4 separate regions of the Mus musculus genome follow, and regions 1, 2 and 3 are each linked to region 4. A link is a contact called in public promoter capture Hi-C data. All regions are on one chromosome and are shown on one strand. Each heading gives the region's core, a stretch centred on a gene start, on an enhancer-like site or on the middle of the called end of the contact. The rest is flanking DNA. Distances are from core to core; before and after follow the strand shown.

The links. Promoter capture Hi-C pulls out the DNA fragments that hold promoters and counts their contacts.
Region 1: a promoter capture Hi-C map of liver shows a contact between it and region 4, with 2.7 times the contacts expected there. The contact joins the promoter of Sf3b4 here to the promoter of Prkab2 in region 4. A contact is called at or near these places in 2 of 39 promoter capture datasets (hippocampal neurons and liver).
Region 2: a contact with region 4 is called in a promoter capture Hi-C map of liver, with 4 times the contacts expected there. The contact joins the promoter of Pex11b here to the promoter of Prkab2 in region 4. A contact is called at or near these places in 2 of 39 promoter capture datasets (hippocampal neurons and liver).
Region 3: a promoter capture Hi-C map of liver shows a contact between it and region 4, with 2.7 times the contacts expected there. The contact joins the promoter of Hjv here to the promoter of Prkab2 in region 4. A contact is called at or near these places in 2 of 39 promoter capture datasets (hippocampal neurons and liver).

What each region holds. Positions count from the first base shown.
Region 1 is chr3:96,170,694-96,174,866 of GRCm38.p6, forward strand. Sf3b4 (splicing factor 3b, subunit 4) reads left to right here and starts at 1,813. Exons shown (of 6, transcript NM_153053.4): 1 at 1,813-1,914; 2 at 2,278-2,406; 3 at 2,848-3,390; 4 at 3,630-3,836. The coding sequence starts at 1,881. Mtmr11 (myotubularin related protein 11) reads left to right here. Exons shown (of 17, transcript NM_181409.3): 17 at 393-1,025. The coding sequence ends at 539.
Region 2 is chr3:96,632,575-96,636,686 of GRCm38.p6, forward strand. Pex11b (peroxisomal biogenesis factor 11 beta) reads left to right here and starts at 2,856. Exons shown (of 4, transcript NM_011069.3): 1 at 2,856-3,169; 2 at 4,100-4,112. The coding sequence starts at 3,114. It overlaps Rbm8a (RNA binding motif protein 8a), which reads left to right. Exons shown (of 6, transcript NM_001102407.1): 6 at 1-1,217.
Region 3 is chr3:96,523,741-96,527,769 of GRCm38.p6, forward strand. It overlaps Hjv (hemojuvelin BMP co-receptor), which reads left to right and starts at 1,445. Exons shown (of 4, transcript NM_027126.4): 1 at 1,445-1,590; 2 at 2,689-2,862; 3 at 3,295-3,842. The coding sequence starts at 2,775.
Region 4 is chr3:97,656,385-97,660,900 of GRCm38.p6, forward strand. Prkab2 (protein kinase, AMP-activated, beta 2 non-catalytic subunit) reads left to right here and starts at 1,828. Exons shown (of 8, transcript NM_182997.2): 1 at 1,828-1,985; 2 at 2,205-2,382. The coding sequence starts at 2,230.

The sequences.
Region 1 (4,173 bases), core at 563-3,062, 1.5 Mb before region 4:
AAAGGGCTGGAGGAACTGGGGAGTAGCATTGCATTTTTCAAACTGGGCCCACTTGGGATAGGAGATGGTGAGAAAACTGCCTGTGGCTTGGATCATGTAGAATCTAGAGCACTGTTAGAAGGGAAAGATCACTTAAGACTCTAGAAGTACCAAGGATCTTAGTAGAAAAATAGCCGGGTAGTTGTGGCGCATACCTTTTAATCCTAGATCTCAGGAGGCAGAGGCAAGTGGATCTCTGAGTTTGAGCTAGTTCCAGAACAGACAGGGCTACACAGAGAAACCCAACTGGAAAAACAAAACAAACAAAACAAAAAACAGAAAAGGGGGAAAAAAAAGGAACCAGGAAGCAAGCCCTGTAACAGTCTTCCTCTGTGCGCTTTGCCCCTCCCCAGATGGGCTCCTCAGCTCTCACAGTCTCTGCCCTTCAGGATGAGCTTTCTCACCTTCAGGAACTGTTAAGACAATGGACACCAAGAATATCTCCCGAGGACCAGAGCAAGAAAAGAGATCCGAATACCATCCTCTCTCAGATCTGCTGAAACTGTTTGTTAGCGTCGTTCTCAGAGGCAGGGCAGGGGTCTCTGCTCATCTTCCTGTCTGACCTTGACGCCTCAGCTTTGGCATTCCAGTCTGCAGAGTTCACTTAGAAGGCCCGTTTCTGTAGCAGATGGTGGCGCTACCAACCTAAAGGTCTCCCGATTTGTTTGATTTCTGGGGCTATTTTCATTTCTTGTGATTTGAAAACTAAGAAACAAGACCAGTTCAGAATGTGATTGCCCCTTTTCCCAGGCAATTCTGTACCTTTTGGATGGCCGTCAAAACTGTGACATGAGAGACCCTTTTCATCAGTCCCAACAATGATGTCCTAGAGACCTCATTCGCAACCTCTCTACACTACTTTGAAATCTTTTCTTAGTCTTCTGTGGGAACGAGGTGAATAAGGGAGAAACCGTCTCCTCCCACTGTATATTTTCATAGCAGCGTTTCTATTTAAGGAGTTCATTAAAGCACAGTATTTCTACACATTGCTGGTATTTTCTTGTGTTGAATGAAGATCTCAGCAAAGCCGTGGGGGTGGAGGGGAGGGTGTGAACTGAGAAAAACACCCAAATTATTGTAAGGAAATAAAGGATCCAAGTCAGGCGTGGCCTGGAAGAAATACACATAAAATATGGGGGAAGGGGTCCGCACACCTTTTTTGAGACATGGTCTCTATGTGTCTATTAGGCCAGCTGGAACTCTGTTTTTTGAGACAGGTTTTCTGTGTGGCCATGGCTGTCCTGGAACTCGTTCTGTAGACCTGGCTGGCCTTTAACTCAAGAGATCCATGTCTGCTCCTTAAAGCTTCGATACCAGCCCGCAACCCAACCCGGTTTCGTGTCCCAGATTTCCCAAGATAAGCGGAGATTTGACACTTAGGGGAAAACAAAATACCTCAGGCTCAAGTCTAGGCCGAGGGCGAGTCTGCACGAGCGTCGTGGACCTCACTAAATAATAGGTCGCTCCAGAAGGCAGTCCTGGCCCTGCACTTAGGACACAACTCTGCGTCACAGAACGTACAAAGCCTGGTTTTGCACTTGAATGTGCGTTTGGGGAGCCGTGTGAGCCTCTAACAGTCTGGAAGCATCCGGGGCTTTAGTTAACTGTGTCGAGACGGGCTGAGCACATCCGTTCCGCCCCGACTACAGCAGCAGCCCTAGAGCGCCTTTCCCTTCCGAAAGACAAGACTCCGACCCCTAAGATGGCCGCGATCGCTTCCGGCTCCTCCCCCCCCCCCCGGCGCCGGCCCCGCCCAACGTGAGCCTTGGCCCGGAAGTGGAAGTTGTAACTGAGGTCAGGGGGCGGTGCTGCTGCTTAGAGACGGCGGGAGCCCCTTCGCCATGGCTGCCGGACCGATCTCCGAACGGAATCAGGGTAATTGGGAGAGAAGAGCCCAAGATAGGAGCAGGGAAGTGGAGGGAAGATTAGTGCCGGAAGCGTTCCCCCTGGGGTGGTAGACGAGATCCCCCCCGGTGGGACACCGACCTCTGGGCACCTGGCTGGCCGCGAGGCCGGGTGCAGGCCGAGGCCTGTGAGAAGCGATGCTTCTAGATCAGCTCCCTCCACCAAGAAGACAAAAGCCTCCCGGGAGTACCGGACCAGCAAGAATGCCAAATTAGACGTAGCAGATTTTCTAGATGATGGTGGCAGAGGGAATTTCAGGGCTTTAGGCGACGGTTTTTGGTTTTTGTCTTCTTTTTCACTGCCGACTCCTCATCGCCTGCTTCTTCCCTTTAGATGCCACGGTGTACGTGGGCGGTCTGGACGAGAAAGTGAGTGAGCCGCTGCTGTGGGAGCTCTTTCTCCAGGCAGGGCCAGTGGTCAACACCCACATGCCCAAGGACAGAGTCACTGGCCAGCACCAGGGTGAGTAGGGTACGGGGCAGGAATCAGCCCTGGAGAGGGTTAACCGGCCCCGAAGAGGCTCAGCCGCTAGGCACAGCGCCTTTGGAATGAGCAACCTAAAGATTGCTTTCTCCTTCAGCTTCAATTCCCAGTTTCTGGAATATTTTCTCTTAGCTCTAGTTTCTGGAACCATTCTCAACCATTCTCTGTGTAGTCCTGGCTGTCCTAGATCTTGCTCTGTAGACCAGGCTGGTCACGATCTTTGAGCTCCACCTGCCTCTGCTACGAAGTGGTGGCATTAAAAGCACGTGCACGTGCAGTCGCCCAGCTATTATCTATTATGTTCTTTGTGTTTGAAGGCTGGGGAGTTAATGTTTCATTTTGAGTCTCTTCCCCTGAATGATGGGTTTTTTTTGTTTGTTTGTTTTTTGTTTTGTTTTGTTTTTTTCATTGATTCCCCAGGCTATGGCTTTGTTGAATTCCTGAGCGAGGAAGATGCCGACTATGCCATTAAGATTATGAACATGATCAAACTCTATGGAAAGCCAATACGGGTGAACAAGGCCTCAGCTCACAACAAAAACCTGGATGTGGGAGCCAACATTTTCATTGGAAATCTGGACCCAGAAATTGATGAAAAGCTGCTTTACGATACTTTCAGCGCCTTTGGAGTCATCCTACAGACCCCCAAGATCATGCGGGACCCTGACACAGGCAACTCCAAGGGTTACGCCTTCATTAATTTTGCCTCCTTCGATGCTTCGGATGCAGCAATTGAGGCCATGAACGGGCAGTACCTGTGTAACCGTCCTATCACTGTGTCTTATGCCTTCAAGAAGGACTCTAAGGGTGAACGCCATGGCTCAGCAGCTGAAAGACTCCTGGCAGCCCAGAACCCGCTGTCCCAGGCTGACCGCCCTCACCAGCTGTTTGCCGATGCACCCCCTCCGCCCTCTGCCCCCAATCCCGTGGTTTCATCCCTGGGTTCTGGGCTTCCTCCACCAGGTACAGCTTGGAGTTCAGACTGTGCCAGTGAGGCTCTTGGGAGGGAGGCTCAGGAGGCAGAAGCAGCCCTGGTAGAGTAAGCTGCTAAGTTGTTGGGCAGTGAGACAGGAGTGAGGCGTGCTGGTGGAAGGGATGAAGTTGGCGGATGAAGTTGGCAGATGGAGTGAAGCTGAAGGGAAGCCTGCAGGGGGGAGGCTGGAGCTCTGCAAGACATTAACTGTCTTCCATTTCTTACACAGGCATGCCGCCTCCTGGCTCTTTTCCACCTCCAGTGCCACCTCCTGGGGCCCTCCCTCCTGGGATTCCCCCAGCCATGCCCCCACCACCTATGCCACCTGGGGCTGGAGGACATGGCCCCCCAGCAGCAGGGACTCCAGGGGCTGGACATCCCGGTCACGGACACTCACATCCTCACCCGTTCCCACCAGGTGGGATGCCCCATCCAGGTAAGGGCTCTGTGCTGGGAAGGAGCTGAGCTTGTGAGAGGGGCTTTCTTACTGTCTGTCCTGGTAGTCTTGGATGAAAATAGTCCAGAGTCCTCCTTTTCTTCAGAAACAGACAGTACTTTGTACGTGTTGGTGCTCCTGTTTTATCTCCAGTTCTTGTATTTCCTAAAGGATAGCTTGTACTGGGCAAAACTCTCAACCTCTCCTCTGCTTCCAAGGTTGCCAAATCTAGAAGACATTTCTGCTTTTGGCTTTTTGAGAAACGGGTTCTCTGTGTAGCTGGCAGTGTCAAACTCAGAGATCCTCTTGCCTCTGCCTCCCAAGTGCTGGGACTAAA
Region 2 (4,112 bases), core at 1,606-4,105, 1.0 Mb before region 4:
AAAGACATTGCTATCCCTTTATCATAGGGTTTTGGTTGTTTTTTTTTTTGGGGGGGGGTTTTGTTTTTTTTTTTAATTTTTCTGAGACAGGGTTTCTCTGTGTAGCCCTGACTGTCTCCCCTGTGCCTCCCAGGTGCTAGGATTAAAGGCGTGCACCACCACTGCCCGGCTTTTATCATAGTTTTTAGTTGAAATTATTTTTTGGTATGTCTGTAGCAGCTGGTTTGTTGTTTGTGTAGGTCCCTATGTGACCCACACTGGCCTCAGACTGATGTTCCTGTCTCTCTCTCCCCAGTGCATAATGGCAAATATTAAACTTAACGTTTTTTCAGATGCTATTGGCCCTTCTCTTCCTTTTGATAAATTGCTTGGGGTTTGAATTGAATTGGTTAAGAATATATCTTAGTTGAGATTTGCAGGGTTTAGGATGCCTTGGTGGTTTCTGAGAAGGTAGATTAAATAAGTATTGGTTTTGTGGAAGATACGCCTGGTTCTCAGATTTCTAGCTGTTGTAAGGTATTTGGAAGAGTGAGTTGAGTAAGCATGAGGTCCTGAGGGCTGGTAAACAGTATCAGCCAGAGAACCAGTAGGTGAGCTGCCTGGATAGGAAGGGTATGGTCACGTAGTTGGGAAGATGCTCTTCTGGCTTTACTCTGAGAAATAAGAATAGCTCATAGGGATTAGAGATGTGGCTCAGTTGGTAGAATGACTGCCTAGTATGCACAGCCCCAGGCTTTATAACAGGACCAAATGGGTACGACACTCCTGCCTTTGATCCTGGCACTTACTGGGGAGGTGAAGGCTAAAGAATCATAAGTTGAAGTCATCCCCAGCTGCATAGCCAGGTGGAGGATTAGCCTATGAGATCTTGTCCTGGGTGAAAGGGGATGGAAAGGGGGGAAACCTCATCAATTTACTGTGTGACCTTCTAACTCCCCTTCTTTATACAGAACTTAACCATGTACAGTAGAAACCCTCTTTAACATACTATGACTTTAAAACTTGAGCTTAAAGAAGTAAGCAATTTCTTGGGGCTGGTGAGATGGCTTAGCGGGTGGGTAAGAACCACCTCTTCCAGAGGTCCTAAGTCCAAATCCAGCAACTACATGGTAGCTCACAACCACCTGGAATGAGATCTGATGCCCTCTTCTGGTGTGTCTAACGTCTGCTACAGTGTACTTACATATAATAATAAATAAATCTTTAAAAAAAGGCAATTTCTTACTATTCCTAATGTCATTCTTTATACCATAAAATTTTCAAATTTTGGCTGGTACACGCCTTTAATCCCAGCACTCAGAGGAGGCAGAGGCAGGCAGATTTCTGAGTTCAAGGCCAGCTTGGTCTACAAAGTGAGTTCCAGGACAGCCGGGGCTATACAGAGAAACCCTGTCTCGAAAAAAAACAAAAAAAGTAAAGTGAGGATGTCAGATATATTGGAGTTAGAAACAGTTGTGAGCTGGAAGAGCAGACTGTACCCTTAACCACTGAGCCATCTCTCCAGACTCCTCCCTCACCCCCACCCCACTTTCTTTCTCCAGGCTGGTCTGGAACTCACAAAGAAAGATCTACCTGCCTCTTCCTCCCAAGGCTGGTATCAAAGGCATGCACCACCACTACACAGTGGTTTTGGTTTAAATATCTAATGAGGTTTTTGCCTGCATGTATGTTTATATACTATCTGTGTTCCTGGTGCCTGAGAAGATTAGAACAGGGCTCCAGAGCGTCTGGAACAGAAGTTACAGATGCTGTGAGCTGCTATGTGGATGGGGGATTCAATCTGTCTTCTGGAAAAGCAGCCAGTAGAAAAGCAGCAGAGCCAACTCCAGCCCTAGATTTCTTTTTATAGTGGTTGTAGAGATCTTGTTTGTGATATTGTAGGTTTTTTGTTGTTTTGGTTTTTTTCCTCCTCACAACTATAGTCAGGCTATTGCTGCTACAGGCAAGTTTTTTTTGTTTGTTTGTTTTTGTTTTGTTTTTCAAGACAGGGTTTCTCTGTGCAGTTCTGGCTGTCCTGGAACTCACTCTGTAGACCAGGCTGGTCTCAAATTCAGAAATTTGCCTGCCTCTGCCTCCCAAGTGTTGGGATTAAAGGCGGGTGCCACCATGCCCGGCTTCGCTTTTTTTTTTTTTTTTTTTTTTAAATAATGTGTAAAGGTGTAAAAGTGTTTTCCTTGTGTACCATGTTCATGCCTGGTACCTGCTGAGGTTTGAGAAGGGTGTTGGATCCCCTGGAGTTTACCCCCCTACTGCCTCTCCCCATCCACTTCATTTCTCTTCAGAAGAAGGCAGGTCTCCGTTAGGTATCAACAGCATGGTATATTAAGTTGCAGTAAGACTAGGCACCTTCTTTGATTAAGTCTTTCATGAGGCAACACAGCAGGAGGAAAGGGTCCCGCAGAATCAGAGACAGCCCCTGTTCCCGCTGTTAGAAGTCCCACAAGAAGACCAAACTACACAACTATAGCATGTGCGAAGCAGTCTCATGCAGGCTCCCTGTAGCAGTTCAGTCTGAGCCCCTATGGGCCCAGTTTACTTGACTCTGTGCATTTTCTTGTACAGTCCTTCCCCTTGTCTTATGCAAAATTCTCCAAGGTCTGCCTAACTTTTGGCTGTGGGTCTGTGCCTTTGTTTCTACCAGTTGCTGTGTGAAGCCTCTCTGATGACAATTGGGCTAGGCACCAATCTTTGAGTATAGCAGACCATCGTTGTCAAGCGGCATCTCATTACATCCGCTTTCCCTAGGACAAATAGTCTAGGACAGGCTTCTGCTGTTCTGGGCGTTTGGGGCGGGTGGCGTGTGCGCCTTGGCGGCAACCTACAGCGCCTCCTGGCTCCCGCAGGCCCCACCCCTTGCTGCTGAGAATTTAAAGCAGAATGTGCTCCTAGGGGCGTGCTTAAAAGCCGGAGACCATCCCAGAGAAGGGTGAGCTGCCGGAAATGCACCCACGATCTCGCTTCGCGTCCTGAAATTCCACTTCAAGGCCGGCTCCGGCTGCTTGGCTTTCCTGCCGCCGTTTGTCCCTCGCGAAGCCCCGTTGCTCGCCCAGGAGGCGTGACTTGGGGCTGGAAGCAGGCGGGCCGCTGCGCCGTGGGCCCGGGCTGCCGCTGTCATGGACGCCTGGGTCCGCTTCAGTGCTCAGAGCCAAGCCCGGGAGCGGCTGTGTAGGTGCGGCCGACGGAGGAGCGCGGGCGGGAGGGCAGAGCAGGGTCCCGCGAGGCGACGGGCGCGCTACGGGGTCCCTAAGGGTCAGCTGTGGCTACGGGGGCCCGCGCGGCCCCGGAGGCGTACTCCGCAGCCGGTTGTGAGATGATTCTTCCCTGCTCAAGGGAAAGATGGGGAAACTGAGGCATGAGTGGGCCAGCGGGGAGGCCACCTAGGTTTACTGTGTCCACAGAGAGCAACAGTTTCCTCGCTGCTGTGGTGGCACGAGGGGCGATCCTCTCGGTTCTGCGTCCTCTCACCAGTTGTGACCTAGGAGCCTCGCTATCTCGGCTCTTCTTCGGTTTCCATCAGTCCAAGAACCTTAATCTATCTCTTAGTTTACCTACCCGGAGAACTAATCTGCCCTTCAACTAGATCTTCCTCTGTCGTGTTTCATGTATAAAATCGCAGTGTGGACGTCTGCGATGAACCCCGGGCTGCTTACTGGCCCTAAACTTTAGGCCTCATCATTTTCAAAACTCTTAGTCTCTTAACTCCAAAGAGTGCTCTCCACCATCTTCTAGGCTTTATTTTCCTCGCATGTCTTTCCCTTCCCCTGGCTTTGAGGAAAAAAATGGAAAGATATTGGTGTGAAACCGAGGAAGTGTCCCTGGTGGGGTTTTTGTTTACCAATTATTATTTGTCTGAGTGTTTGGTCTGCAAGAATGTATGTGTACCACATGTGTGTCTAGTGCCTGCAAAGGACAGAAGAGAGTGGTGGATCCCTGGAACTAGAGTTACAGACAGTTATGAGCCACCGTGTGGGTGCTGGGAGTGGAACCCGGGTCCCCTGCAAGAGCAAGTGCTCTTAACCGCCTCACCAGCCCACGGAGGATATGGTTGGCAGAGGGGTTAGGGAGGCCTGTCCCTTACTCTACGTGTCCTCCCCTCCAGGGCCGCCCAGTAT
Region 3 (4,029 bases), core at 195-2,694, 1.1 Mb before region 4:
CTCAAGGGAGGCTCCTTTCTCTGTGATAACTCCAGCCTGTGTCAAGTTGACACACCCAACCATCCAGTGCAGGGAAATTTTATGGAATAAAAGTTCTTGGGATGTGGGCTGGTGAAATGGCTCAGCAGGTAGGTAGAGGAACTAGCTACCAAACCTCACATTTGGCCCCTAACGCCCACATGGTGGGAGGAAAGAATTGACTCCTATAACGTTTCTGACATCCACATAGGTACACACAGACACACAGAGACAGACATGTTCTAAATAACTTAATGTAAAAGATTATTGTGATATGGTCTTGTATAGTTGAGAAAAAGCTAAATTCATTATAAAAAATACATGTGCTCCCACACTTCTCTTGTAAAGTGTGTGTGTGTGTGTGTGTGTGTGTGTGTATGCGTGCCTGAGAAGGGACCATGTACCATGTGGACCTGTAGAACTTCATGTAGAGCTGACAGGGCCAGAAGCTTTTGTGACACACTTTGTAATCAGTCCTGTGCTGCTTTCCCTTGGCAAGTACTGTGGGACAGTGTCCCAGAAATGCCACCAGGTGAAAAGACGGACATAGCTAAAACCCTGATTATAATTGAATCTTCAAACAGTTTGTCTATAAAAGTATATTCCCAAATGTCTTCCTTCTGAATTCACCTATCTAACGCCACTCCTCTGTGGATCAGTAGTGTTCAAAACTGACTCCGATTCTTCTCTCTGCCTCTGTTACTACCCCGGCCCCGGCCCCTGCAACCTGGAAGCTTCTGTTTTTTGTGTTTGTATTGATGAGGAGGAGGGAGGAGGGATTGTTGCACAAACTAGTGTAATGGAAAAGGTGGAGAGAGAGTAGACAGCTGCAGAGATCTGATCTGGGCAGACGGAATAAACCCTTCTCGAAACAATTCTGCTCTCGGATTTCTCGGGACAGCTGGACCTTTCAGCTTCTGAAATAGTTGGCAGAGATGGGGGAGGGTCTCTGAACTATGCTTGCCGTCCATCTTCAAAGCCGGCCACCTCAGTGTATTATGTGTAGAAGAAATTCAATGGAATCCTCAGTAAAGAGAGGATGAGAGCAGTGAGTGACTGGCATCACACAAAATCACCACCAGCAGTCTTAAAGGCATTACTGGGAATACTGAGTTCATTACTGGGAATGCTGGAGGGCCTGAGTGGCAGCTTATAAGCTACAGTTGGATATATGACTTGGCCATCATCTTTCTTTATACTCTCCCTCCCTTGGTATCCAATATTTCCATATTCCATCCTTATTTTGCTCATCGTTCCTGCTGCCTTAGCTCCCACACCCCACTGCCACCAACGTTCCTGGAATTTTGGACCTAGCTATTTTTAAAACTGTCAACTCAGTAGGCACCTCCCTCCTCCTCTCAGCTGTCCAGTACTTGGGCCAACCATATACTCTCCCTCCCCCCTCCCCCCACACCAAACCTCCTCTGGCTCTCTGACCTGAGTGAGACTGCAGCCATTCCGGGGCAATCATGGAGAAAGAGATGGGGGACCCCCTGGCTGGAGCAGACCAACAGAATAGGCAACTATGGCTCGAGAACCCAGTATCAGAGTAATGCTTGACCTCGGGAAACAGTAAGTCCAGATGAAATGTCGATCACTTTGATAAGCTTTTGGGTCAAGGCCAGAACTTCATAAAGTTACAGACATCTGTTCTGAAAACTAAGATCTCCCCTTAGCAACTACCCCAGTCTTCACTTTTCCTCTTGCCTAGATGTTTTCTAATCCATGGCCATTTGATGTTTAATGCTGCCTCTCTCTGGCTTTCCTATTTTCCTCTCCATCTTATTACACCAAGACCTTGGGAGAGGGGGAGGGGGCAGTGCTAAGGACTGGGCCCAGGGCCTTGAGCATGGTAAACACTCAGCTACCATCGAGTTACACTCCCATCCCTACCTCAAGACCTCTCTGACCTCCTGCTCATATGCTTATCCCAAAGTAGGGTTTTGACAGGAGAAAAGGAGACAGACCCTCCCCCATATCTGTTCTCCTCAAAAGACCAGGAGTGTCTGGATTGGGCTTTTCAGCTGGGTCTGGAAAAACACATGAACTGTTAGACAGAAACATATATTAATTTGAATGCTTGATTTGTACCCCATCCTGTGAGAGGGATCGTACTGTCAGCCCTCTGGAGAGGCTGAGAGACCGGCTCTCCTTTCACTGGGAAGGTGATATCGTAGACAGGGCGTCTGCCTACCATGTTACCCTTTGTGCCCTTCTAACACAGTGAAGAAAATGAAACGGCAGGTGGTTTCTGGTGGGAAGGATCCATAAGAAGTATGTTCTTAAAGCGTGATCAGATCCTGGTGCTACTGGGGACCCACTGACATGGTCAGAACCTCACTTTCTCTAGGGGTCCTCCATTTTTGGCACATCTGCTATTTGGTAGTCAGGATGGGGCAGTACACTGGACTCTGCACACTGAGGTCACTCAACCTTCCCTCCACCACCACCCCGCCCCCGTAGGCATATTGCACAAGGGACCTGAAGGTGGCCGCAGGGGCAGGGCACAGAGGCTCACCAGCCACGCTCACCCTCTGGAAGCCTCCTTCTTCCCAAGATCCAGTCTGTCTCATTTTTGTTTTGGTCTCTTCAGATGCTCTCTCTACCCACCATCTTGACTGGTCTCCAACCCTTCTCTTTCCCCACACTCAGCCAAATTTCTTCTTCCAGTCACAGAAGTACCCAGAGAAATTCACTAGGTAGGAGGCTCATCATCTGGGAAGAACCGGTGCCTGGGGGGACCTGGCTGGATAGGTATGGGCCAGTCCCCTAGTCCCCGGTCCCCCCACGGCAGCCCTCCAACTCTAAGCACCCTCACTCTCCTGCTGCTCCTCTGTGGACAGGGTAAGGAAGGGCCAGGGAAGGGTTGGACATATCCAGAGGTTAGGATGCTGGGTAGGAATGAGCGCGCGGGGGTGGGGGTGGGTGGGGGTGTGGGGGTGTGGGGGGTGGGGGGAGAGTGAGGAGGGATGTGTGCTGAGTCCCAGCACCTCCCAACTCTGAAAGAGGCCTGTCTTGTTTCCCATTTAACTTGAAGAAGGACACAGATGGCGTCCTTAGACCCCAGGGAAAAGAAGTCTGACTGCTTTACACGTTTTTAGTAGAGGAAAGGAGGGAAGGAGGCAAGGATTGGGAGAATGAAGGTTGAGATTGGGAAAGCGGCCACGCTGAGTGGTAGGAACGGTGGGATGGCGGATGGTTTTTGGCAGTTAGGTGCATACTGGACTTGGATAGAACCTGTGTCTCATTTCACTGCCCTCTCCCTTCCGTCCCCAGCTCACTCCCAGTGCAAGATCCTCCGCTGCAATGCCGAGTATGTCTCGTCCACTCTGAGTCTTCGGGGAGGTGGCTCACCGGACACGCCGCGTGGAGGCGGCCGTGGTGGGCTGGCCTCAGGTGGCTTGTGTCGCGCCCTGCGCTCCTACGCTCTCTGCACGCGGCGCACGGCCCGCACCTGCCGCGGGGACCTTGCTTTCCACTCTGCGGTGCATGGCATAGAGGACCTGATGATCCAGCACAACTGCTCACGCCAGGGTCCCACGGCCCCGCCCCCGGCCCGGGGCCCCGCCCTGCCCGGGGCCGGGCCAGCGCCCCTGACCCCAGATCCCTGTGACTATGAGGCCCGGTTTTCCAGGCTGCACGGTCGAGCCCCGGGCTTCTTGCATTGCGCATCCTTTGGAGATCCCCATGTGCGCAGTTTCCACAACCAATTTCACACATGCCGTGTCCAAGGAGCTTGGCCCTTGCTAGATAACGACTTCCTCTTTGTCCAGGCCACCAGCTCCCCGGTTTCGTCGGGAGCCAACGCTACCACCATCCGGAAGGTCAGAGATTCGATTTTCATCCCAACACAATTTCTTGAGCCCTCTCACGGTCTGTCCGCCATACCACTCCTTCTTCTTCCCACTATTCAGCCACCCAGCTCCCTGTTCTTGTCTTTCCCAAACATTCCCTTCCATCCTGAATGGCTTCCTTCCATCAAACATTTGCTCTTGTAAATGTAATTCAGGA
Region 4 (4,516 bases), core at 578-3,077:
GTCTTCTTGCTTCTCCAGCTCTCCAGCCCCTCTGAAGCACCCACTACCTCTCCTGGCTGTAGCTATTTATAGACCCGTTTATTCCCCTTCACTCAGTGAAGACCTTAGCACCTAACTCAATGCTGTGTCTATAGACACAGTCATTCCTGAAGGTGATGTTAATATCTATGCAATTAGTACTCCATCAATCCAATGGATTAATTAAGTAGGATGAGGTTCAGCTATATTTAATAGAAAAGTGATAGTCAACAGTGGTCTAACAAGACTGATATTTCTTTCCCCTTCATATAAAAAGTCTAAAATATATCATTTATGAGATGATTCCATAGCTGCATGGTTCCTTTTCCATTCTTTTCTTTTTGTGGGGGAGATGGGTGAGACAGGGTCTCACTATGTAGTTCTGGCTGTCCTGAAACTGGTTCTGTAGAGCAGGCTGACCTTGAACTCACAGAGATCTGCCTGCCTCTGCCTCTCAAGTCCTGGGATTAAAGATGTGCCACCATGCCCGGCTCAGTTCCCTTTTTTTATTCCACTGCTTTTAACTACCTCGTGATCTGAAGTGGCTGCTGGAGCTCTGGCCATTCTATGGACACCCTATACACAAAGAAAGAGAAACGGAGAAATTCTACTTACCATTTCCCCCTATCTATCTATTAGGGAGGCTAAGAAATGCATCTCTGTGGAGACAGACAACATCCTAAGGTTAGAGTCAGTGCTTCAGTAAAGAGGAAGGAAATCAATGTTAAGGTAGACCTCCAACTCTCTTTGCTACCTCACTGTTCCTTTTGAGTAATTACTTTCATTGTTTAAAATGTTAATCTATGTTTGAGTGTTTTGCCTACATGTTTGTATGTGCACCTGAAGGTGTTGTAGCGCCTGGAACAGATGATTATGAGCCACCTTGTAGGTGCTGGGACCAAACCCGGGTCCTCTAAAAGAACAGTAAGGGCTCTTAACCACTGAACCATCTCATCAGGGTTTATGACTTCTAATGGCTTTATGGTCGGCCTCATCTCACCGATCTACACACTTGTCTAAGATTCTGCCAGTGCTAATGACTGCAAGACCACTGAAACCTCAGTGGCAGACACGCTACTCTCACAGGACACCTCTCACTGTCTCAGCTCACTCAGTCTCTCCTGTGTCCAGAGTTCTTTGACCCCACTGGGCCCTCCATCAGCCTATTTTATCTTCACTTCCAGCCGACTGGTTTCAAAACGCTAGTCCAATAGTATATTCCCAGCCTACCTGTGCTCTCACTCATTAGCTGTTTGCATTAATCCACACAGCTAATCACAGTAACAGAAAACACCGCTTTGATGAGTTTGGGCATCACATAGAAGTAAGTCTTCTGCAGTAACTGCCATCACGTGTCTAGTCAATTCTCTGTCCTACTTTTTATTTCATGCCTCCTGGGACAACTAAAAAGGTTGCTTGGTAGAGGCGTACGCGGAATATGAAAATGTGGATCCACTATGCACCGCTGTCCAGTCGTTTGAGGTGATCCTGTTAAAAGTGCAGATTCTAATTCTGTACCTAGGGCACGGGGAGGCCTCGGATTCGGCTTTTCTAATAACCGCGTGCCCCATGGATAGACAAACTGCTTAGGAAGACAAGACGCCCCACTATCAAGCCCTGGGCGGACAGTTCACAGCCCTAATCCCGACCCGGACCCCACCCTCGGCCCCGCCCCAAGCCGGAGCTGCGCACGCACCCACCACAGAGGCGGTGCTGGTGGCTAGAGAGGCAGGCGACCCAGGCTGAGGAGGGGGCGGGGCTGGAGCGCAGGGGGCGGAACAAGAGGCTCGGTGGGCGGGGCCAGAGGCAGAGGCGGTACCTCGTCGCGGGCCTTGTAGCCATTTTAGGAGGAAACCCGGTTCGCTGGTTTGGGGCGCGGCTTCAATTTCAATAACTTTATTGGTCTCCTTGTACGCCGAACAGCCGGCGTGCGTGTAGCCACGCGAGCCCGGAGCGCATCGCCCGAGGTGAGCGGCGTGGGGGGTGTGCGGGACCGGGGCTGTGGGGCAGCGAGGGCTCCCGGAGCCGGTTCTCCGAGCCGAGGCGTCCGTGAAGCGGGTAAGGGAGGGGACCCCGGGCGCGGTCCCCTGCGGCGGGGATTCCCTTCCCGGGCGCAGGGGCGGGGCCGGGGCGCCCCTGACGCAGCCGCGGGGGTGTTCCCCGCCTGGTGTCATTCCCCGCGGCAGGTTGCCCCCGACTCGAGCTGCAGCCATGGGAAACACTACCAGCGAGCGGGTGTCCGGGGAGCGCCACGGAGCCAAAGCTGCTCGAGCTGAGGGCGGCGGCCATGGCCCGGGAAAGGAGCACAAGATCATGGTGGGGAGCACGGACGACCCCAGCGTCTTCAGCCTGCCCGACTCCAAGGTGAGGTAGCGGGGCTGCCGGCAGCTCCGCCCTTCTTGGTTCTTCCTCCTCATTCTCAAGGGTTATGGGCTTTTTAACTAGAAGGCTATTCCGCGGATAGAGATGCTGGGTGCTAATTCCTCCTAGATACTACCTCAAATTAGGATAGGGGCGCGGAGTTGTTTTCCTGCTGCTCAGAGTAATCTGTGGGCCAACCTTTTAGGACGAGTACCAAAAACCCATCCCCTGCCAGCCCCATCCTTGGATCTACGTGCAGGTTGCCCTCTTCCAGAGCTTGCAGGATGTATAGGTTGTGAGCGCGGGTGGAAACTTCGGAGGGTGCGTTGTCTGAGCTATTGAAAAGGGCTCAGTTTCTCACATTGGCCTCAAGATAGCTAGATGACTTCTCCCTGAAAATGTCTCTGTGTAGGTCTCCTTCTTGCTCTCTCTTACGTGTTCTGCATCACCTCTTCGATCCTCGTCCACCTTTGTATGGCTCTGAGCTGCCATCAGTTGATTACTTGAATACTTTCCCCTAGTCTTGGGGATCCATATAGGACATCATTTGGTTAATGGCTCAGATCTTTTTTTGAAACGTGCCGTTTTAAAATGTAGCTGTGAGCTTTGCACAGGAGAGCAAGTCACTTTACTTCACTCCTCAGAAGTACTTCAAAACGTTGCCCGGGGCTCAAAACCACCCTCTACTGACCTGAAGCCTTAGCTCTCAATTCCATAGACTTGGAGCCAGAGGCCACTTTTGGTCACTCAAAAGAAGAGCCAGATGGAGCTGACAGCAGTGTGATTGCTACCCTAATGTTCCTAATCACTTAGAAATGTCAGCATTAAATACATGTAATTTCTCCCGGTAGACTTTCTGGAGTGAAAAAGAAAACCCGGCCCTTGGGGATGGGGTGGGGTGGTGGACATTTATCACTTCCCAGTGAACTGAGGCTTAGGATAACAGAGTTTTATTTGCCACTTTGATGGCACATGAAATTTGAATTACACACCTTATTTTCTCCGATCGAGATTGAGAACGCCGTTAGAAAAGTGCGTCATTGAACCGGCCATTTCTTGGGGTTCCCTCTTCCCTGTTTCCTCTCCTCTAGGATTCCTCCTCATTTGGGCCCTGGACTCAGCCTAGATTTCCTTCTCCAAAGCTTATCTAGGATGACAGGCAGGCCGTGTATTTTTGCTCATTCCTACATTGATGACTCAGGATTTGGGTACAGTCAAACTGTGACTGCAGTAATTGGTGTCCTGAATAAGAGCCAGGCTGCTCTGTGTGGATTTAGGCCTGTTCTAGAACATTCTTTCCCTCATATCTTGCCCTTTGTGAAATGAAAAAAGTAGTTCAAACAATTACCCATGTCTTATCAGATTGAAAACTTTATAGTTCATGCCCTCCCCTCCACACACACACACACACTGAATTTCCTTAAACATTTGCAGGCTGTACTTTGAATGCTGCTTTGCTGCTGTTCGTGGTGATTTCGCTGATGGTTTAACTGGAGCAAACAGTTTTTCTGCAAGTCAGCAGCAGTCATTCCTACCACAGAAATGTCATGTCATAAGTGGAAGGGCTTTGCTCCAAAGCCAGGCATATTAATAGTTTAGAGCTTTCAAATCCTAAACTGAAAATCCTTAAGTCATAAACGTAATTGATAGGAACGGTGGGGCTGGGGGCATCTTTGCTTCAAAGGTCAGGGTTATCAATAGTCTTAGTCAGTGCTTCTCAGCCCTGTTTGTATGACAGGATCCCCCAAGAATGCTTTAAAAACCTTACGAGAAATCTGACACACTTATAAAATGAACTGTGTAATGAACTGTGTGTATGTCACCCTGTTTATACGGTGCTGGAAGGTCATGAAAGACTTCCTCTGGGATCCAAGCCTCTCCTCTACCAGCCACTCTGAAACAGATTTCAAACAGGTCAACAAATAGTATTTCTAACATTTTAGGACATTCCTCAAAGGTGACCGTTTAAAGCTGATATGATAGCGGCTCACACCTGTGATTTCAGCTGTTTCAGAGGCAGAGGCAGGAAAAACCTTGCCAGGCTGGACTGGAGTGAAAATTTGACCCCTAGAGAACGATAAAATATGTTTTTCCTTGTTTATTGTAATGTGATAAGAGTGTTGTTATCTGAAGGCTT